Linked DNA regions of Zea mays: region 2 is linked to region 1. Evidence: chromatin contacts called from public Hi-C data. All regions are on one chromosome and are shown on one strand. Each heading gives the region's core, a stretch centred on a gene start, on an enhancer-like site or on the middle of the called end of the contact. The rest is flanking DNA. Distances are from core to core; before and after follow the strand shown. Region 1 holds the start of LOC100285613 (CASP-like protein 2C1). Region 2 holds the start of LOC100280916 (protein transport protein SEC61 gamma subunit).

Region 1 (5,622 bases), core at 1,619-4,118:
GAGGTTGAACTTATAGATGTCCAAACAGTGCGGGCCGCCCGTTTGGCCCGTGGCACGACACGAATTTTGCCCGATCCAAACATGGCCAGGCACGGTCGATTACGGGCCCGGGCCGGCACGACCCGTTTAGCGGGCCGGGTATGGGCAGATACGGCGGCCCGCGTGCTTTGGCCCGGCCCGGCCCGATAAATGGGTCGGCCCGACGGCGACCCGCATATTTATGTAAATACTAAATATATAAATACATTTAATTCTCTCATAATATGTAAATACTAAATATGCGACCAAACATATATAAAATGTATACATTAATATAAAATGCATACATAAATATTTTGTTGTCTTAATATATGTAAATAATATGTTATTATATATGATTAATTCTGTTAAATGTATGTATTTATATACCACTTTAATGTTGGTTCGGGCCAGTGGACGGCCCGGTACGTTGAGGCCCACCGGGCCAACGGGTCGGCCCGACACGATTTTTCCCTGTGCGTGTCGGGTTTGGACATGTCCCTAGGCACGTGGGTCAGCCCGACCCGGCCCGAAGCATCAACGGGCCGTGCCTGGCCCGACCCTATTCGTACCGGGCCGAAATGGGTTCGGGCCGGATCCGTGCCGGGTGGCCCGTTTGGACATCTATAGTTGAACTTGAAGACGAGAGCAGCAACCAGCAGGCCACGTACGTCGACGTCCACGGCCCTGGTATGGTAGGGATCGTGTCTTCTTATCTTGGGCCGTGAACCAGCTAGCTAGCTCGAGTCGCATGCATGCCATTGCACTTGCACGTCGTGTAGACAGGTGCCCGCCTGCCAACTACCTGCTGCTTTGCTCATCAGACTATCGGAGTTTGCGCTGTCACTGAAAGTGAGGACAGACAACGTGTCCGATTCAGTTTGTTCCTCTGCTAGTTTAAGCCGTGGACAGTTTTAGAGTCATCTTCAACAGACTAACTATTTTGTACTATAAATTACACTGTTTATAATGTGAAATTTAAAATAAAAAAATAAAATAGAGACTGTTGGAGATAGCCTAACAGTCGTTACGGTGCATTTCACTCTTCCGAATACGCAAATCATACCCCGCGTCGTAGGATCCACGCGCTCCCGCGCGGTTGGTCCTACGCACTGTTTATGCGGCGTGTCACTGGTGCGCAGTTTACTTGGTACCAACCTTTTCATGTTGAGTCCAGAGCTTGCCATGTCCTGATCAAGTACGAGTGTACGACCCCTTTAATTTGGTAACAAGCTTCAATACCCTACAGCTACAATGGCATCTATCTGACTGGTAAGATACCCTTCAATTAATCCCTAGTGGCTGCTGTACGTTTCAACGGAAACTCATAGGGTTATGGGTTGTATACTAGTAGAATAAAAAAAAGCTCTAAACATGCGGTGCGACATAATTTTTACAGGCGGGATTCGGGTATCAACCACATTACTTGAGAAAAACGCCACTACAAATCATATTTCTACAGGATGATTCGTAAAAAAAAAAACGCTCGTAGAAATCTACAATTTCTTGTGCCGGTTTTCTTAAGCAACGACCACTAGAAATCATATTTTATATACTTAAATTATTTGAGTTTTTGAATTCGATCCCGGATGATAAAACTAACAAAAATATAAGTTATTGTAGATCTCGAAAAGTTATGAAGCTTTGTGGTTGACAACTTTTGTTATTTGAAATCAATCTCGGGTATCAAAACAAAAAGAAAAGTTGTAGAACTTCGAAAGTTATTCAACATTGTAGTTGACAACTTTTTTTGTTTGAATTCATTTACGGTCTCGAATAGTCAATTTACGCTCGGTTGGTTATTAATATGTGTGCAACAAAACTGTAATCTAAGAACAAGGCACATCATAGATGCGCGTGGTAGATTAGACTTCACGTGAGGGTGAGGTTATGAGTTTGGTTCCTAGCTACCCTGCTGACGCGAATTTCGCGCGAAAAATTGTCGCGACTTTTACGATTTCGATGTCACCGACGGTTTATTAAAAAAATGCCAGAACAAATATATAGATTTATAACCGCTTGTAGAGTTTTCTCTGTACTTAGTGGCAGTAGCAATAATTAGCCACCGCCCACCGAGCATAGTTTCGATAGCATAATATAGCTACCATCAAGGGGAGAGACACTGTCGCTGGCCCTGAAAGCCAGATCGAGCTAGCTATTGCAGCTACTAGCTAGCATATGGTCGATTAGCTAAGGCTGTACTGGAAGTGCTTCGGTTCTTACTACTACTAGGTACTAGCTATGCCATTGTCCGTTGAGGGACACATCTATCAATATTCAAGCATCAACCACGCCAACAACAACAATATTGATATGGTGAATGTGCTGTGGCGGCACTTCTTGTATAATAGCTTGTTTTATTTACACTTGTAACAAATTAGTTCGCGGGACCTCCTGCCCGGCCCTGTCACGACACGACACGGCAATCCCCTGCCGTAAAACCATGTCAAAAGCTAGCCCGCCGCCCCCCAGTAGGCTAGGAGCCTAGGACAGTAGTAGTATTACGGACATGCATGTGCCACGCCTCATGAATTCCATTAACTCCTACTGTACTAGCCGTGTCTTCCCTGGGATCCCGTCTCATTCGCACTGCTGCTGCTACCCCTCGATCGGCCGTGTCCTTTGGATGATCCCGTCAACTGTGCACAGAACGCACAGCTCTGTTCGGTAGCATGACATGGCTGGCTGGCGCGGTACAAACACCAGCATGTCCCGCTACGTGTCGTGCAGCGATCCATGTCGAGCGCCCTATAAGACCCGGCAGACCGGCCGTGCCGAGGTGGATCTGGATCCGGACTCGACTCGAAGCCAAAACCAACTCGCTCTCTCTCGCTCTCGCACACGGTAGACGGTACGTCCCGCTCCCGCGCGCGGCCGGCCACGCGACTGGTCAGGCGCGAGGCGAGCGTTCACGCGCCCCGCGCCTGCTGGTTGCGGACGGAGGGGATATCCACGATCAGAGCGGGGCCAGCCAGCGCGGGCGCTGCGGTCGACGACGGTCTCTGTGCGCGCGCGATGGTGGCCGCGGCGAGGGTGGTGTCGGGGGTGAAGGCGGAGGGTCTGCTGCGGGGCGCGTGCGCGGCGCTGGCCGCGGCGGCCGCGCTGCTGGTGGGGCTCAGCACGCAGACGGAGACGGTGCTGCTCGTCCGGAAGAAGGCCACCGTCAAGGACGTCCAGGCGCTCTGGTAAGCTAGCTAGCTAGCAGCCGAGCCCAACCATTCTTCTGCACTGCAAAGCACGGGTGCGCTGATCGATCGATGGTTGTACGCGCGCGCTGCTGCTGCCGCAGGGTGCTGGCGATGGCGGCCGCGTCGGCGGCGGGCTACCACCTGCTGCAGCTGCTCAAGTGCCTCTACCTCGGCCGCCGCCGCAGCGGCAGGGCTCTGGCCTGGACGTGCCTCCTGCTCGACAAGGTAAGTGGCTCAAGCTCATCGTACGCCTCCCTCCGCAACCAGTTGTGCTTGCTGGTTCATTCTGGAATTAGGGATTTGCGCCTTCCATTCGACAGCTGCGTTACCTATATAGGCTGCCTGCCTGCCTGCCTGCCTATAAGCTGCACACGGCAGCCACTCTACTGCGCTACTCCAGTCGTACACTTGTGACTTGTCAGGCCCCATCCATACATGCTGCTGCGTGATTGGGATTTACTAGCTAGATAGACAATTCAACGAATAATAAATGGGAATTCCTAATAAATGTGCTCATCGGCGCACAGGGCAAGCAAGCGTGTGTATTGAGCACTAAAATAGGCAAGGCGGACGATCCAGCCGGTTCTCGTGCGCACGGGTTTTGAGTTTCTTGCTACGTTTGTTAGCTAAAATCGTGGGATTAATTCGGAAAACAATTTGTAGCTCTTCCTTTATATAGATAAAGGGTTACGACCGATTAAAACCTCACAATCAATTAAATCAAATCTATTTATCAGTTTTACCTTTTCGTTCTTCCAATTCTTAGGAATAGAAGTAATTTAGCCTTAGAATTAGATCTAGTTTAGTCTTTCACAACAATCTCTACTCGGCTCTACGCCAATTAGAGGAGTACCGAATGACCTGCCGACTCGGAGCAACCCTTTGGAACTCTTTCCCGGGATCTCTCCCGGGATGAGTTCTAAGGTTCTTCGCGGAGAAGAAGACCCTCCACGTTATTGTGGACCGTTTGGTCCTAGACGTGGACCGTCCGGAAGTGTGTAGAGAAGGAGCTGCTCCTGCTCTATGTCGCGGACCGTCAGGCTCTATGCCGCGGATAATCCACGCCTTTGTAGAGAGCCCTGCTAAGTAGGGATGAAAACGGTCGGAAACGGTCGGTAAACACTAAAACCATTACCGTTTTCATATTTTTTATCGGAAACAAAATCGAAAACGGTAACTCCGGAAACGAAAACGATATCGGTATTTCGGAAACATCGGAAAAGAAAGCTCGGTGCGGAAAATACACCGGTAACGGTCGAAATCTAAAATACGATCGGTAAACGTATCAAACTTCACAATAAAACAAAATTGACAAAAGATCACAAATATCACAAGTTCACAATTCATGATATAACAAGTTCACAATATAACAAGTTCACAAGGATCACAAATTTATAATATAAAAAGTTTACAAAGATCACAAGTTCACAATATAACAAGTTCATAAAGATCACAAGTTCACAGACTCAAAGTTCACAATTCACAATATCCACTCGATTTAGTTGACATGACATGCTTACTCATAAAATATTTTTTCCTCACATAAAAGGTTTTTTCATAGCCTCACAGGAAAACCCTAAAATCTAGTGTGTGAAAAAGACAGACTGTCGGCTCTCTATCATTATATATTACTAATACATAACATGTGCATAGAAAATGATGGATTCGTTCGAGAGACCAAATCGTTAATCTCAATTGCCTTCCAACATCATCTAACCCCAAAAAAATCTTAAAGCGTCCAAAAAATACAAAAATAAGTAATCCTTATTCAGAAATGTACAGGCGATGCGAAAAAATCACATACTGTAAAATTCCGAAAAAATTCCGAAAAAATTCTGAGACACAATTCCGGAAATTTCCGAGACACAAATCCGGTAATTTCCGACAAAAAACCGGTAACCGATGGAAACGGTCGGTAAAACACCACGCCGATTCCGATACCGATTCCGGTAGAAAATTCCGAAAACCGATTCCGTTTTCGAAAAATACCGTTACCGGTGAATCCGATCGAAAAATTTCGAAATTGGTTTCCGGAATTCCGAAAAATTCCGAAACCGTTTTCATCCCTACTGCTAAGCAGTTCGTTCCTGTGTTTGGCGGCCGAATCAGTGCTCAGCATGTTTGGGATTTAATAAGATAGCGTTTGATGCGTGTGTCGTCATTAAGCGCGTCAAGAATTCGGGATGATCGCCATCAATGGAGGCGGCGGCGGTTCCGATCCAAGCGGAGGCTGGACTCTTCACCATCCGTCCATCCATTAATTAATTAATTAACAAAACAGCGGCTTTTGCGTGCTATGCAGTTGTCATTTGGATTGGATATGGTGGAGCGAGTGCGACATCGCCTTGTGCGGAGTGAATACTAGTACTAGTGATCGCAGTTGGTTAGCCGTAGGAAACACCTCGAGCTATTATTA
Region 2 (5,551 bases), core at 2,321-4,820, 210 kb before region 1:
TATACCTACCTTGGGCATGTAAATAAACAAGTATTCTAATGTATAGCACATTAGCAAGTCCTCAGATTGAGAACACATGCACATCCACATGACAACCAAAACATGGTTAATGATAAATAAATGAGCCAAGTGATAGACAATAGCATGATCATTGACGATTGAGTAGTTGACACACACTCACAGATTGACAAATGGCAGCTACTTAGCATGTCTTCAGATCAGTACAATAGTACATAACATCATGAGTGCATAAATTCAGACTACGTCATGTCTGAATAACATTGGTCATCACAGCACAATACCATAAAACATTGACAAATTAGTCCATAAGAAAAAGCACCAATTGTTGTCAAGGTGTCAACTGTCAAGTTCTCACTTCAGTTCTCACAACGCTCAGTCACACTCACACCTCAGGTAATACAGAGATCCTAGACAACTTAAATCACAAGTCAAATGCAAAAGATTAGCAGACACTAGCTGCTAGCCATGCAAAAGAAAAAAAATAGCCTGGTATATAACTGTGAATGTGAATTCTTACTTTTTGCGAAGTCTAATCTGCACAATTAGAAATCAAACATTGAGTTCTCAGCAATCTACAATACCGAATCAATCAGAGAGCAGCCCAAATTGCAGAGAGCAGCAACCAGCCAATCAAGCAGTAGTGCAGTGGGCAGCCATTTACATGTCTACACTGTAATTATATCAGATCCGAGTACAGGGTTTGGGTGCAGGGTTTCGCACAGCAGGGAAGGGAAGACAAAGGGTGCGCGTACCTGGTAGCGTTCGTCGCCGGCGAAGGAACCGAAGAAGACCTGGGGCACCTGGCGTAGGACGGTAGCGAGTAGCGAATGTCGCTCGTCGTGGCCACAAGAGAAGGAGAGACTGAGAGAGCGCGCGCGGTGAGCTGGGGAACGGGGTCGGGTTGACGGCGGCCAGCCGGCAGGGCAATGGAACGAGAAAACAAAGGGCTGCAGCGGCAATCTAGCAGGCTTCGGAGGCTCGGACCACCTCCCGTGGAGTTGAGGTTTCGGCCCAACTGGCCCAACATTGTTTCTTTTTTATTTTCTTTACTGTTTGTTTCCTCGTATATGTGTCTTTTCTTTGTATTTTTACTTTTTTCACAGTTGCTTTTGTATCTATAGATTTATTATTTTATTTCTACTTACTTCTAAGTCTATAATATTGTTTTTTGAATCTGGAATACTAACCTCATGAACATAGCATCTTGTCTCCTAATTATGGTCTTGTTTGGCACAATTGCTAATCGTTGAAAAGGCAGTTTATTTGAGAAGTTGATGAAAGAGAGAAAGGGCGCTGGGAGGAGACAACGGTGGAATGAGCTTGCCGTCCCTTTCTGCGGAAACCATCAGAGCATTAACAGCATGTGCAGAACGTCTACTGTCTCTGCTATCCCGCGCCAAAAGGGACACGCTTTCCATCAATAGCAAGTGCAGAACGTCTACTGTCTCTGCTATCCATCGCCAAAAGGGACACGCTTTCCATCAATACGCCAGCAGAACATCGTAGGGTCCGGCGTCTGGATTTTAGGGGCGTAGTGTTTGTGGTTTCGCTTATAATCCACTTCAAAAATAAGCGACAATCCGCCCAAACGTCTATATTTTTTTTTCGTTTCTCACAGAAGCAACAGTCTACAGTTCGGCTCAGATATACTAAAACATTAAACCACCAAATCGCGCTTACCATCGCCGAGAGAGCTGTAGACAACAACAAAAATAGCTTAATGGAACAACAAAATGGAACTTTCTTTCCAAGACTGGCTGCTTCATCAAGGATTCAAGGTCTACTCAGAATCCACATCCAGACATCCTGAAGCCTTGTCGTTCAACGATTTACTCCAGAAACACAACCGGAAAAAAAATGTCATTAACAATACTATTCCAAAGACCAAGATCCTCGCTATCCCTTGCTCTCAAAAGTATCGCACTACTCCCATGCTAGTCGCGCCCTGAGCCTGCACAGAACACAGGAGAAGTTACTAGCACGCTCATTGTACTCAGAGCAGGAAATTATTACTTAGCTACTCGAATTGTGCATTGCTTCTATTTTCAAGTGACCTGAAATGGAAACGCTTGATACATTCTATTGTAATGCCATCGGTAACAGAGCATATATGTTCCTTTTTTTACTCACTAGTAGGTACCAAGACTGATCATGTCTACAAAGCCATCAATCATGGTAAGATATAGTCAGGGAATCACAGCGTCTCAAATTCCAATCATATTTTCCCAATAAATTCAAAATTCTAGCAGCATGGCAAGAGTGGGACATGTGCCTCCGTAATAGAAATACTGAAATAGTTAGGAAGGCAACTTTTCCACCAAATGGCGATGTTTCCACTTAATGATGAATCCTCAAAACAGAAGCAGGCAAAAATCAATCCATGACATAAGCATCGATCCAAAATTGGTCAGCAGTAGTTTCTGTTTAAAAGATCCTCATTGGCTCCCCTAGATTTAGAGGGAATCCACCATACATCACATAGCTCGAAACACAATGTTTGGAGTATGAAAAGTTGCAGAAGTGGCGTTCATATAACAAAAATAAACCAAGGGCTGGTACAATTATGTTTGGCTTCGTAATAGTTGAGTTGGACAGACAATTCGAGGTGTTCTAGCATAATAGTTTCCACATGTAAGGTTCTGGTTACGTGTATTTAGCGAGGAATGATAGAATACAACTCTCCTCAGCAATTCAGACAAACAAAAACTTGGGAACTTGTACTGGATCGAAATAAATAACTGCGATGAGTTACAGACTGATACTAGAGGCTGACATCCAAAACTGAGTTCACAAGTCAACAACCAGTTGGAACCAATGACTTATATAATATGCTACTGCTACTGTAATTGTGAACAGATAAAACTGCACTAATCGACTGCTAGAATTTCTCTTCTGATAAGTATATCTGACTCTGACCAAAGATCATGCACGAGGTAAAATCCAGTTATCCAGTTTCCACATAATCGAATGATAGGCCACGAAGTCGAGATTCAAAATCATAGTGAACAAGCACACTCAGATCGGCCGAGATCTTACCAGCGCCACAGTCTCCGCACCAGCACCCAAATTCACACCTCAAAAGCGTGCAGAGACTCACACAAACAAGAGCGCGCACCGCAGATCAACAAACCACAACATCGAAACAAGCGGATCTAACGGGCAGCGGTGGGTCAGGGAATAAAAGACACGGACCTAGCCGGAACCGACGATAATGTTGTTGATGGGAATGAAGATGAGCTTGACGAAGAAGCCGACGAAGCCCATGACGACGAACCCTATCGCCGTCCGCGCTGCCACCTTGGTGAACTCTGCAAGCGCAGATCACAGAGAAAAACCGTCAGATCTGAATATGAAGAACCAAAAACAACTCAGATTCGAGCCGGGCACGGCGGATGTAGGGGTCCTTGCACGTACCCTTGCGGTCAGGCTTGTGGCAGCGCTTGACGAGGCGGACGCTGTCCTTGGCGAAGTCGCGGAGGGGATCCACCACAGAATCGACCGCGTCCATGGCGACGTGCGAGAAGCGGTGGGCTGGATTCAGTTAAAAGCAAGCCGACGCGAGAATGCGGTTCTGCCTTCGTAGGAAGTTTGGTCGTCTTGCCGGGTGTAATAACATGAATGTCTGGAAATCCGAATTATATATATATATATATATATATATATATATTGGTATTTACTAAAGATATTTAAAATATTACTCTCTTTCTTCTAAAATATATTCGGCTTCAAACTAACGGACATGGGTACCCTCTTCTACAGTACGAAGACGCTGCACCCGTACGATACCTCCAGGTCACACGGAGAGCGGCACCCGACCCCACCACATGGGGCAGGTCTAAAGGCACCACGTGACGAGAAATGATAATACATCCCAGGAAGCACCGTTGGGTTCGGACCTCGAACACCGGACCCCTGTGAGTACGAGTCTGGAGCTCCCGAGGAGACATGTCGGGTCTCCTCGAGTGAGGTTCGGGCCTTAGCAAGGTCTCGGGACGGAGAGGACCCCGGCACAAGGGTCCGATACCGACACGTGTCTAGGCTTTGCCCTACGCTCCCCGCTCAGACGGAAACTCGCCACGGACGCGAGAATGCGGTTCTGTCTTCGTAGGAAGTTTGGTCGTCTTGTCGGGTGTAGTAATAGTAACATGAATGTCTTGAAATCCGAATTATATATTGGTATTTACTAAAGATATTTAAAATATTACTCACTTTCTCCTAAAATATATTTCGCTTTAAACTAATCATACATCTATTTAGTAACTCATGAATACAAATTGTATATATATCTATATTTATTATCAGTTAGACGAATGTGGACGGAAAAAGTGGATCAAAAACAATTGTATTTTGGGAGTGAGTAATATATATGTTTGTAAATCTAAATTATTCAAGCTAAAAAAATTATATTAATATATCTATTAATATTCGATTTCGATATAAATAGTAAATAGAGGAAGCTTAATATATATGTTTAGAAAACTAAATTATCCGAGCTAAAAGGTTAATATGAATATCCGTATTAATATTTTAATTTAATTTAAATAGCAAATAGAGGTAGCCGAATTAGATTTCTAGTATTTTTATTTATGTCTGCAAAACTATTTCAAACTTATTTTTACCACTATTTACTAATTACAAATGATTTTGATTTTAATAAAGGTAGACCGTTTGAAATATTAAAAATTCTATGACCTTGTTTAGTATAATTTATTTTCGCAGATTCTTCATATATTTAAATAGAAGTTGTGTCAAACATATAGAAAATGTTTTTCACGAACTTCTCAAATAAACTACATGTTCTAACTAAGGCGTTATTTGGGAAGCTTTAACTCGAGTAAATGTGGAGTTGGTGGAGCAGATTATTAGGTGCTTCAGAAAATCGTAGAGTCAGGTTATAATACTTTAGAAGGCATTTAGATAACTAATTTTATTTATTATTTAAATTAAAATTAGTTTTTAAAACTATTTAAATCACAGCAAAGAATTACGAGTGAGGCAATGTCGACACCGGCGGCAGGGCTGGGGAAACGGCGTCGACGTGAGTCCGGAGAAGTAGAGTCTCACTCGCAATCGCAATACGAGCGGCAGCTCCTCAGAGAGTCCTGAGTCGCCGTCGCGAGTCCGGAGAAGTAGCCACGCAAGAGTCTCACTCGCAATCACAATACAAGCTGTCAGGGAGTCCTAAGTTGATGATTAATTCGAGATGGATTTAAGAAAATACAAAAATGAAAGATTGTTGGTGCCAAAGGTCTTTCCTTTTTTTGCTACCGCTTCTCCTACTGATTAGGGGCTTCGGCTAGTTGGTTTTAGTTTTTTTGATGTGTTAGGGATCTCTATCTGTATAGGTCTTTCTGGCCTCCGTGAGAAGTATTTTATATTTTAGGTCTTCTTAGACTTTTTCCTTTCCTTCTAATATATGATTAGTACTTAGTTCTCCTGCACTTTTCAAGAAAAAAACACTTATCACATACTTTAAATATTAATATTTTTTTATATATATTTGATTAAAGTTAAAAGGATTTATATTTGG

What was found. Hi-C and Micro-C count contacts between places; a contact is called where the count stands out from the background.
Region 2: a contact with region 1 is called in a Hi-C map of leaf mesophyll, with 4 times the contacts expected there. The contact joins the promoter of LOC100280916 here to the promoter of LOC100285613 in region 1. A contact is called at or near these places in 6 of 25 Hi-C or Micro-C datasets (bundle sheath, ear, endosperm and 3 more).

Annotation. Positions count from the first base shown.
Region 1 is chr6:105,123,228-105,128,849 of Zm-B73-REFERENCE-NAM-5.0, reverse strand. LOC100285613 (CASP-like protein 2C1) reads left to right here and starts at 2,868. Exons shown (of 3, transcript NM_001397137.1): 1 at 2,868-3,203; 2 at 3,308-3,431. The coding sequence starts at 3,034.
Region 2 is chr6:105,330,074-105,335,624 of Zm-B73-REFERENCE-NAM-5.0, reverse strand. LOC100280916 (protein transport protein SEC61 gamma subunit) reads right to left here and starts at 3,570. Exons shown (of 3, transcript NM_001153836.1): 1 at 3,436-3,570; 2 at 3,214-3,329; 3 at 1,756-1,972. The coding sequence starts at 3,529. The coding sequence ends at 3,214. It overlaps LOC100216905 (WD repeat-containing protein 57), which reads right to left and starts at 910. Exons shown (of 2, transcript NM_001143291.1): 1 at 774-910.